Regions from separate parts of the Zea mays genome. Here region 2 is linked to region 1. A link is a contact called in public Hi-C data. All regions are on one chromosome and are shown on one strand. The core of a region is the stretch at or near the end of the contact, and the rest is flanking DNA. Distances in the headings are between cores, read along the strand shown.

Region 1 (5,793 bases), core at 1,830-4,329:
CCCTCGGTCGGGTCCAGGTGATGGACCACACCCTAGGTGATATATATATGTCAACCATAAGGCTTATTTGGTTGTACAACGACCGATGGAAATTGAAAGGGATTAAATCACTTTCTATTCAATTTTGACTAGGAAGAGATTTAACGCCCTTTAATCCTCTTCATTCTTCAACCCCCTCCTAACTAAACAAGTCCTAATAGATTACAAGTGTGGTTTTCAATGGGTTGCAACCAGATCATGAACATAGCTTTCATTTTTTGTCGACTAGGTTGTATGTGGTTGTGAGTGTAGATTTCATGTTAGCGAGTTGCTGAAGTCTTAAAGGCACACAAAAATATTAAAACATTAGAGGGAAGAAAAAGAACAAAGATTAGACCGAGCAGTGCTTTGGCAGCCAACATGAAAGAAACCATCTAGGGCAATTTATTTACCCGAGTTATAAGGTTTTTACCCATTAACATACTCATAGATAAAGAAATCAATCTATTTTCATTTTTATATCGGTTAAAACCGTCGGGTATTCGAGTTATAATACCTATTGTCATATTTATTTACATCATGTATAAACATCAATTAATCCGACACCATCCAATCATGATCATTGACAGTGGCAGAGCCACTCTCGAAAGGAAGCCTTGACACTCGTCGCAAAGGGCCGACGCACCATCAAGGCAATATTGTAACACTCAGTCTGCTTCCGAACCAGTGATACTTACTCCTGTGAGCCCTCTAAGATCATATATCATCTGCATAGACCAACACGAGTTTTTTGTACGCACTTTGTAATTACGTATGCGCACTCGAGAAGACTTACTAGTCGTTCCTCCGAGAAGATTGGTTTAGGCCAAACACGTTTAACTTGATCGTTTCTTTCGAGACAAGTTTTTTTTAAAAAAACACCTTATTAATATAAGTACTTTATTAATTCTATTAAATCAGGCAAGAATATCACAAACATTGTCGACACGTTCAGCACCGCCACAATCTTCATCACACTCGGCTTTGCGCTCCGCGTCCTCCTACAGAAGCGGTGGTCAACGATGGGAACTCAATGTGCCTAGACTGGTGGCTCTGCCACCGCTACTGGTCGCTGAGCCATGACCACGAGCAATAAAACTCCAAAAACTGCACACTCTGCCTTTTTTTCGACTTCACTCTGCTATTTTATGTGTTGAAACACAATAACATCGAGGCAACGACGGCTATATAAAAGGTTTCTAGGTGCAAGCGAGCTTGCTGATCTGTTAGATCATCATCCAACCAACCGTATATCCTTTTACCATTAGCTCGAGTAGTTTTATAAAAGAACCCAACAAATCGTGACTGTATGTGTCTGTATCTATTGTTAGATGGTGATCTACCAGATCAAAAAGATTGGAGACTCTTACATAGCGGCCGAATTTTTTGCATTTTAGTCCTTTCTCGAGAAAAAAATCACGTTTGGACCCTAAAAAATTTTAATGTCATTTTTGGACCCTTTGCTCGGCGCCATAAACTATGGCGCCGAGGTAATACAGCTCGGCGCCATCGCCTATGGCGCCGAGGTACGTGCTGCGTTGGCACAAAACGGACGCCGTGGCGCGGACGTGGCACTGAGCTCGGCGCCAAGATCTATGGCGCCGAGCTCGGTTATATAAACATAAAGTCTGTGTAGCTTAGTTGGTATAGTGTAAGACTCTTAATCTTGTGGTCATGGGTTCAAGCCCCACGGTAGGCATTCAATACTTTTTTGTTTTTGTCACTGATTTTTTTGTCCAGATTATTGTTCCCAGGACTATATAATGATACGTGCGCTGATTTATATTGGAACTAGACATTTTAAAAATCTGTGCCAGCATAGTTACTATTCTGACGAAATTCAAATGTGTGTTATATATAAACTTTCTAGTTCAAAAAGAAGAAACGTTAAATAAATCACATCACCGACACTTCTGGTAGACTTGAAGGAATTAAGATCCAAGCTTTGAAACTGTAATTCTACTGGTGGCTAGTGCCGTTCAACCTTTGCACGATGGTTAAGTGGGAAAAAACGCACGATGGCCTATTTGGAATATAGGATTATTATATAAATCAATACATGAATTTTGTAGTTTCAACAGTTTGATTTTATATAAAAGCACGTGAAAAAAAACTATTCCCATATTCCCGTGTTAGGATTAGGACTCGACATATAGGCCTTTTTTTAACCTTTTCGAATATTGAAAACCAACTCCAAGAAAAATATTTTGTTCACTCAAAATCTTTCAAGCCACGTTGCTAACGTATCCACATAAATATTCGGTTACCCCACATATAGAAATTATTAGGTGCAAATCCCATCTAGAAAAGAGAAAAGGCTGTATGAGAGTAATAATTTCCAGATGCATGTGTATTAGAAGACAAAAGTACTGCAGTTTTATCTTTACTCACGTATAGGAATTATTAGATGCAAATTCAATCTAGAAAAAAAAACTATATGGAATAATATTTCGGCATAAAAATATTGAACGCACGGACAAATCAGCGGCATAAACGAAAAAATCTGAACAATAAAAAAACAAATCAGTGACAAAGACAAAATATTGACTCATGATGGGGCTTAAACACACAACCTTAAGGTTAAAAGCCTTGTGCTCTACCAACTAAGCTAGACAATCTTTGTGGTTATATATTCGAGCTCGGCGCCATAGATCTTAGCGCCGAGCTCGGTGCCACGTCGGCGCCGCGTCAACTGGTGGACGACAACGCGACAGGTAGCTCGGCGCCAAGATCTATGGCGCCGAGATGTGTAAACTCGGCGTCATAGCTCATGGCGCCGAGAAATGGGTCCAAAACTGCATTTAAGTTTTCTGGGGGTCTAATTGGAATTTTTTGACACAAAAAGGACTAAAAAACAAAAAATTCGGACATAGCGGTGGTTGCCTTCAATCAACCCAGCGCAGACGCGGTGGCTAAATAGAAAGAGTGAAAGATGGGCCATTCCAAGCAGTAATGACAAGGATGGCCCGTTTGAAGACGGCCCATCGTACTTCACCAGAAACATCACAACCCGCGTATCCAATCCCACTGCATATATACCCACTTTGCCCACCGCTAGGGTTTTCCTTGCCGCCAGCCAGCCCATTAACCCTCGTTCCTGTCGCGCAGCCACGACCTCCACTTCCACATCTCCCCCGGCGTCGGCGCGGTCAGTTGAACCATGGCGGACTCCAAGGCCACCTCGGCGGTCACCCTCCGCACCCGCAAGTTCATGACCAACCGCCTCCTGGCCCGCAAGCAATTCGTAAGTGGCATCCATCAGACCAACATCTTCCAATCCTTCCGTCGATGCTCCCCGTCTCGTCCCCCATCTCTCACTAAATCTTTGCCTGCCCTCCCTCTGTCTTGCAGGTGCTTGAGGTGATCCACCCCGGCCGCGCCAACGTCTCCAAGGTGAGATCTCGGTCATTGTCCTTTATGCGCGTCTCATGTGGCGGGTACTTCTTGCCTGGATCTTAGGGTTGTTCTCTGTGTGTAGGCGGAGTTGAAGGAGAGGCTTGCCAAGGCGTACGAGGTGAAGGACCCCAACACCATCTTTGTCTTCAAGTTCCGCACCCACTTCGGAGGAGGAAAGTCCACTGGTTTCGGCCTCATCTACGACAACCTCGAGGCTGCCAAGAAGTTCGAGCCGAAATACCGCCTCATCAGGGTATGTTGTCGTCTGGCTCTGTAGCTATGATGCTAAGCGCTTACATATAAAAGTTTGGTAGTTGGACAGTAAAATGCCTGATTACTGATTTAGTACCGCTGGCATCATATGTGTCACTGTTGTTACACTTAACTTTCTTAGTAAACCCTGCTGTTCTGTCAGTTTGTTTTGTGGGAGCATCATTGCACCTCTGAAACTAGGCATTAATTGTGACTAGCACTGCTCTTGGGTATAAGTTTTACTTTCTAGCCCTATTGTTTGCTCATGTTCAGACAAATATTTTTTTTTTGACGAAGGGGCAGAGCCCCCTATTTCGTTAAGAAATAGGATAAGAGTCATTACAAACCAAACGATGAGTTACAACCCATCGACAAAAAGAGCACCTAGTGCTACTAACCCCTTCACACTATCATACTAGATAAGCAAGGATCAGCCACCACTAACAACAATCAAGGTTATTAAAACGACGAAACGTTGAAACGCTCATGGGTGGAGTTTTAACTTTTAAACGGTTTAAACTTTGTTTAAACGTAGTTTTAAACAACATAGAGACATTTCAATATATAATAATTTCAGACAATAACATAAAGTCAAATACCAAACAACCAACATAAGTTCACATAATAATATTGTGCAAAATAAAGTGGAATGCTATGTCCACAACCACAAGCACACATGTGTTACTCAAGCACTCAATAACCATCATCCAAATCATCTAAACCAACATCATCCTTGTCTTGCTCATCACCACGACCACCACTGTTGATGGCTTGCTTGATAATTCCTTTCTTTTGCCGGTTGTTCCAGTGCTGCTGCCTCCTCTAGATGATGACCCAATTACTTCCACAACATCATCATCTTCATTCTCATGTGATTCAACTTCATCAAAGTACTGTCCCTTTGGTCTATCCCTTTTTCCTTCATCCAAAGCTGCCTTCAACTCTCTAGCAATTGCAGTTGTGGTATTGGGACACTTGAGGATATCTTTGTATCCACCCACAAGATGTTTCTTCACCCTCAGAATTCCTCCTTTAATCTGCCTTGGGCAAAGAGCGCATTGGATCAACTCTCGCTTGCCAGGCTCTACATAATAGGCATACTTCCAGCCTGGATCATCAGATTTGGGCTTCCTTTTTGGATCTTTCAGTGGATCATATCCATCACTTTGTATTTGAGAGCCAGTTGCAGATGCTTCTGTGCTAAAATCAGTCATTTCTCCTCCAATCTATTCTGCAATAATGGAATGCATGTTCAGAACACAGCACTTCAATCCTTCAGCAAGTGAGCAACAGGAACAGAAGCAACTGCTATTCTGTTCGGGTGCTGTGCAGTGCTGGAGTAGCCGAGTAGCGACCAGGTCTGAAACGAAGCCTTGCTGTTGCCGGGAACCGGGATCCCAAATGGAAGGGAAACAACAGAGCCTTCGTTGAAATATGTGCTAGACGGAACCAGAAAAATAGAAATGACTGAATGTTTTAACAGTAAAACAAATCAGAGGCTAGAGGAGCAGGCGAGCAGACATCGGCATATACCTGAGCCTGAGGAACAACAGACGTCGGGCGGCCGGCGGACAGGCCCTGCTGTGGCGGGTGGCGGACGTCCCTGTTGTGGGGGCGGCGGATGGGCGGACGCGGACAGGGACGGCGCGGCCTGGCACAGGCGATGGCGGCCTGGACTCCTGGAGGTGCCGCGGCGGCTGCACCGGATGGGCGGACAGGGACAGGGACAGGGACGGCGCGACCTGGAGGCGCCGCGGCGTCTACAGCGAAGTGGCAGACTGGACGGACTGGGCGGAATCCTAATTGGGCTGGCCGCTGGGCCAAATTTTACAGGCGGAAGTAAAACGCCCGAAACGCGGCATTTAACGATATTTTGCGTTTAAACGTCAAAACGTGACGTTTAAACGTCGTAAAACGACGTTTTACACGCAAGTGTTAAACGTTTTAGCGTTTCGGTGTTCTGGCAGCGTTTTATAGTTTAAACGTCGTTTTAATAAGCATGACAACAATCCAGACGAAACCACAGTTTTTAAGCAAAGCTTATTTTTACATAAAAGTGCAGCTACGTAGCTAACAGACCAGCTATAACTAGTTCACCAGAAGGACACCCCAGAAATTGAACGGTAG
Region 2 (5,793 bases), core at 1,775-4,274, 150 kb after region 1:
AATTGCACGTACTAGTCTCTTAAGATCGCTTTGCATACCCCCTATGATGTTCTGCATTTGTTCACGCTGATCTTCTACATAATTTCTAAGAGATTGCAGATCGTTGGTATTACTTACATTGGGGATATCTGGCGTGGGTTGGAGCGAAGCCGGATCCGTCGCCCGATGTTGGACGACCTTGTTGTTCCTGTCCACTTTGAAGTTGGCCAAGAACTTTGCTTTCGCCTCCTGGATCATCCGCTCCTTGTGCTCCTCGAACTGGAGCTGCTCGTCAGCCGGCAAGGTTTTCCAAGTCGGCTCTATGATGTTGCTTGGAGAAATATCAGAGCTATCCCTTGAACCGACCATTGAGGGCCGATTTGATGAGCTTAGATATGTATGTCCCCAGAGGAGTCGCCAAAAAGTATGTTGACGCTTTTTCGGAGCGCCAAATACTTAAGAAGAACCAGCGGCGGTGCTCTCTGGTCAGGCGCGGACGGTCCGCGGCCTGGGGCCGGACGGTCCGCGACCTGGCGCAGGGGCTAGGGTTTCCTGCCTGACGGCCGGACGGTCCGCGCCCTGGGGCCGGATGGTCCGCGCGTGCGCAGGGGCGGCAGAAGATCGCCGGCGGCGCCTGGATCTCGCTCCCGGGAGGGACCCCGTCGGGGAGGAGAGATCCTAGGGGTTGTCTAGGCTCGGGCCGGCCGACCTAGACTCCTCTAATCGGCGTAGAGTCGAAGAGAGGCGAAGAATTTGGGGATCGAGAGGCTAAACTAGAACTAGACTAGAACTACTCCTAATTGTACTAGAAATAAATACGAATAGAAGTTGTATTGATTCAATTGATGATTACAAATCGGCCGTAGACCTCTCTATTTATAGAGGAGGGGGACTGGACCCTTTACACAAGTGATTCCGAGCTAATTCCGCGAATATAGCTAACAACCGTAGCACAAAACTCGGAACCCTAATCTGTTCTGCGCACGCGCGTACCGTCCGGCCCACAGGCGCGGACTGTCCGGACCGCGGACCGTCCGGCCTCAGGGCCGGACCGTCCGCCAGCTCTTTTTTTGGTTCAAACACATATATAGTTGTGCTTGGTATCGAGTGCATAAGTCTTTGGTGCACATATCTGGTGCACATAAGTTTCTTTCTGTTTTGACATGTTTCTTTATTGGTCGAATATGAATATCGAGGTTCCATTATATTTAATCTTTCTGCTCTCGACCTCAAGTAATCTTTTGACAGGGGGTGTGACCATATGGTGACGTCTTTTACCGTCATCACCGTCTTCATCGTCTAACCACTGCCTAGCACCTACCATCTCTACTGGCCATATAGTAACTAATTAACCAGTTACACATCACACCAGATTGACCACATGCCTACAGTACTACTACTACTGGTAGTACTGCATCAACTCCTGCGTCACCACCGCAGCAGTAGCATCGTCGTAAGACGAGGCCAGAAGGTCTTGGAAGGAGTACGCAGGCAGAGCCGCCGCTCCGAACGCGTCGTCGCCAACACCGTAAGCGTCGTCGAACAGGCTGCTGCTGGTGGGTTCGGACAGCAGCGTTGTGCCATGCACGTCCGTGGGCCACAGGGCGCAGCTACCTGAGCTGCTGCTAACCGTGGGACTGTTTGTTGTCCCAGTTCCATACGACGAGGACGATGGCGTGGCCGTCGAATTAGCCTCGTCCCCGCCACCACCAGTGGACGGGCCAGCTGTGGCCTGCGATTTCTTCTCGACCAGACCCACGAGCTCGGCGTACAGCTGATCGGACTTGAAGAGGAGCATGTCGTCGTCGACAACGGCAAAGGTCGTATCGAGGTCGGTACTGAAGGCTGGAGGTGTCAGCGGAAGAGAGGGTTCGTCTTGTTGGGCCTGGTGGCTGTCGGCGGCGGCGCTGCTGTCGTCGCCGCTAGCGCTAGGAGGAGCTGGTGGTGGCGGCGGCGGCCTTGCTTCTCCCGTGGACGTGGACGACGCCAAGTACCGCTTCTTGAGCTTGGTGTTCCAGTAGTTCTTGACGTCGTTGTCCGTCCGTCCGGGGAGTCTGGACGCTATCACCGACCACCTGTGACAAGGCCAAGAAAGAGCATATATCGTCAGTCTACATGACACGCATGCATGCAGCTGTTAGCTAGCCATGCATGTATGTTCTGTCTTCTGTGTTTAGCGTTATCCGGCCCGGCCCACAACGACCCCACAGGCCACAGAGAGTGCATGCACGCACGCACGCGTCGTACTTGCTTCCAATCTCGCCGTAGAGAGACAAGATGAGGCTGTCTTCCTCGTCGGTGAAGCCGCCGTGCCGGAGCTCCGGGCGGAGGTAGTTGAGCCAGCGAAGACGGCAGCTCTTACCGCATCGTTTCAGCCCTGAACGACGTACGAGACAATAATCAACCAACACCTCATCGTCAGCGTAACCAGAAGGAAAGGACGACGACGACGCACACAGATCAACCAAACCGAAGCCTTTGACTACAGTGCAGCATGCACCAACCCCGCTGATGTTTGCAGTTCGCATTCACGCGGAAAACGATGGTCGGTGCTTGCTGGTGGTAGAAAGCAAAAACAAAAGAAAAACTAGAAGAAGAAGAAGAAGAAGAAGAAGAAACTGATGAGGCAAGCAATCAAGCTAGTTTCTGTAGTAGCAGCTACTATATGACCTGCTTTCTGCGGCAGGGCGATCCAATTGCCGGCATTGCCGAACCTCTGGACGAAGCTCCTGAGGACGGCGTCCTCCTCCTGCGACCACGGCCCCCGCTTCACCTTCGTCTTGTCGCAACACGGCGACCGCCCCATGGCTCCGGCGCCCCTAGCTCGTCGTGATCGTTCCCCGGCTGGCCCCTTTTTAATTTCCTAGCTAGCTAGCTACCTGGCTTCGCGCCGCTACTTTCACCTGCACGGCCGATCGACCGGCACGAGCTATATTTATGGTGGATGATCCAGTGCGAGAGGGATGGAGCGGAGGCGACAGAATCACGGAATGCAGAGAGGAGGAAGGAGACTGAGGGAGCAGCGAGAGGGATTACTGCAAAAGGTTTGGTCGCGTCTCCCGGGCTTATATCACGGCGCCAACGAATGAGCAGCAGCATGGCAAGTTGACCAAGCCTGCTGCGTGCATGCAAACTGGGTCGCCATCATCGTCTAGTCGTCGTCGACGACATCCACGTTAAATTATACTCCCTGTGTTGCAAAATAAAATTCGTTTTAAAAAAATAATGAATTCATACAATAGTTAATGTATGTGTTTTATATATGTCTAGTTTTAGCATTATTTATTTGAATATAGACATAAAATTAAAGCTAAACGACTACGTTTTTTAAGGCAGAGGAAGCATATGTCTAGAAAACTAGGTAGGGGAAAAATTGAACTGCCAAGCAGCTAATAAATTGCCGTGCTGTGTATTTCATCGGAATTCCGTCGATGCCAATTGCCAACACAACCTGGGCCGCCATTACTTTGTGGCTTATTAGTTTGAACATGTCACGGGCCTGTTTGGTTCGTGGCTAAATGTGCTACACTTTGTCTAAGGTTATTAATTCGAATTGAATAACTAACCTTAGGTAGAAAAGTTAGACAAGATGTAGCAAGTTACAGCGAACCAAACAGGCCATACTATTGCTCTAAATTCTTTTTTTAAAAAAAAAACAACACGCGTCTCGGTGTGGTGTGAACCGTTCTGGCTATCCTGCCGGCCTGCCCCCATTTGTCGTCTCACATCCATTGAGTAAACATATATACGGCTGAAAGGTACAGAACTGCAGAGATAGGCCCGCTTCAACAATGTCCACAGGCCCTTGCTTGTGCGATCTGGCTATCAAGATGATACGCAAATTAATCATGTACCCTTTGCATTGGATATATTCTCAGTACACTTCGTCAAATTAGTTAATTTAAACCTATTTGTGTTGATATGTACCTCACAACAACCGGCGGCGCAGACAGGTGCGTATTCTCGGCGAGGCTCGAGCAATCCATTGGAGCTTAGGGGTTTTGGTTAGCAATTAATAATCTCGTCAACCTGTACCGGCAACAAGGAGTTCTGATCTGATCCTAAATGCACTTTGTCCACTCGTAGAAGCAACCTTTTTCAGTCTCTCTTGTTTGTCGCGGAACTGAATCGCCTTTTGAATTAGTGCTAGTTTCATTAATTGACCGAGCCACTCATTCAAACAAATCGTGCAACTGTGTACGCATGAATGAATGAATGAATCTATGGGTGCGGGATGGATCATGCATATACATATCGTTGACAAATTGACATGGTGGTATACACGGTCCTTGCTTTATCTTCTCGCGATCAGAGGTCTAGGAAAGCCTCAAAGTATCGCACGAGAAGGCACACTCTAAGCTTCGTCTTAAACACCCATTTATAACTATAGGTTTACAATCAAATGGAATCATCACCAAAAACAGAACTGTGATCCTTTGTCTCTTCTTCCTTACGGGAACTTTATTGTCATCCTTCTCAAGAATTTCCTCGTGTGGGTCGTGTAGTAAAACTAGGAGATAACTTTGATGAAAACTTAGTATTGCTATGTATATATTTCATACAAAATTTCCTTAAATGTAGCATCACGAGATTTCATAGTTACATCAACATGCATACCTGAAGCGTCAAATTTTACTCCGGAGACCCTGCTCGCGACCTCCTCAACACCTTCTCATGCCGCATTGCGAAGTTTTCCATCTATTAGGTTGTGGCCAGCAGATCGTATATATGACTGTGTAAAACATTATTTTACACTATAAACTATATAGTTTACAGAGTGAAGTTTAAAATAGATGTGACTGATAAGTCTAGTGGAGATCGCCTTTTTTTAGGGGCTGCCTAGGGTTAACCTTCTCGATTTCTTGGCATTTCTCACCACCGCCTGATTTCAAATTTGAATCATCGGATTTTGTTTTTTTTCTGGCGGCTTTCGCTATTTTCTTGGTAGATTCCGCTGATTATATAATAGGAAGTGTGGTTCGGTTTAGGAAAAGTCAAATTTCTGACAAGATATGTTTGTTAACTATTCAAATAACGCTTTACAATGAATAATAATATAGTCATAAACAATTTGATGTCCAAAATCACATAAAACATACTAATCCAAATAAAAATGCAATTCTAAAGCAAAACAAAGCAATAGAAGGTTACAATAGTGTCATTCAAGTACATATAAAGTTTTTTATAACACAATTATTTCACTTTTACAATGCATAAAAAATATTTTTCACATATTTGATTCATTGGTGAGAAGTTTGTGTGAGGGTTATACGTTTTATGAAATTGGATGGCCAGTGCATATTAATTTATGTATACCTATGTATCTTGTATTTTACAATACCATACATATACAACATACTGAAATGGTATTGAAAGTTTATATTTTTACATGGCCAAACGATCTTTTCGGCCAAAAAGCATCGAAATCTCGTAAAAACACGGTTTATGGTTTTTTATTTTTTTTAATTTTTTTTGAATGGTGAATCGAATTTTTTAAAATTTGCATCGAAAATCAATTTCTGTAGGAGTTCAAGAATGAAAAAACTTCAAAATTCGATGAATTTTATTCAAAATTGCTAAATATGGGACTGTCCCTCTCAGTCCGAAGGTTGAGCAAACATTTAACAACAAGGTGGCAATCAGGATCTAGACATGGAAATCCGGCCTCCTAACGGATGCATGCTGATCACTAAGGGTACCCTTTCCGCCCTTCCAATGCACATATCGATCGTGTGGTAGATTGTGTAAAATAGAGGATACGACATTGTAGATGACACTGTTTGGAGTGAAGTTTGAGATAGAAGATGAGATAGA

The links. Hi-C and Micro-C count contacts between places; a contact is called where the count stands out from the background.
Region 2: a Hi-C map of leaf shows a contact between it and region 1, with 6 times the contacts expected there. The contact joins the promoter of LOC541743 here to the promoter of LOC100284180 in region 1. A contact is called at or near these places in 5 of 25 Hi-C or Micro-C datasets (ear, leaf and tassel).

Annotation. Positions count from the first base shown.
Region 1 is chr3:207,046,769-207,052,561 of Zm-B73-REFERENCE-NAM-5.0, forward strand. It overlaps LOC100284180 (40S ribosomal protein S24), which reads left to right and starts at 3,080. Exons shown (of 5, transcript NM_001157076.2): 1 at 3,080-3,262; 2 at 3,370-3,411; 3 at 3,497-3,667. The coding sequence starts at 3,179. TRNAK-CUU (transfer RNA lysine (anticodon CUU)) reads left to right here and starts at 1,645; the gene lies at 1,645-1,717.
Region 2 is chr3:207,196,644-207,202,436 of Zm-B73-REFERENCE-NAM-5.0, forward strand. LOC541743 (transcription factor MYB30) reads right to left here and starts at 3,025. Exons shown (of 2, transcript XM_020550488.2): 1 at 2,227-3,025; 2 at 1,150-2,054. The coding sequence starts at 2,507. The coding sequence ends at 1,379.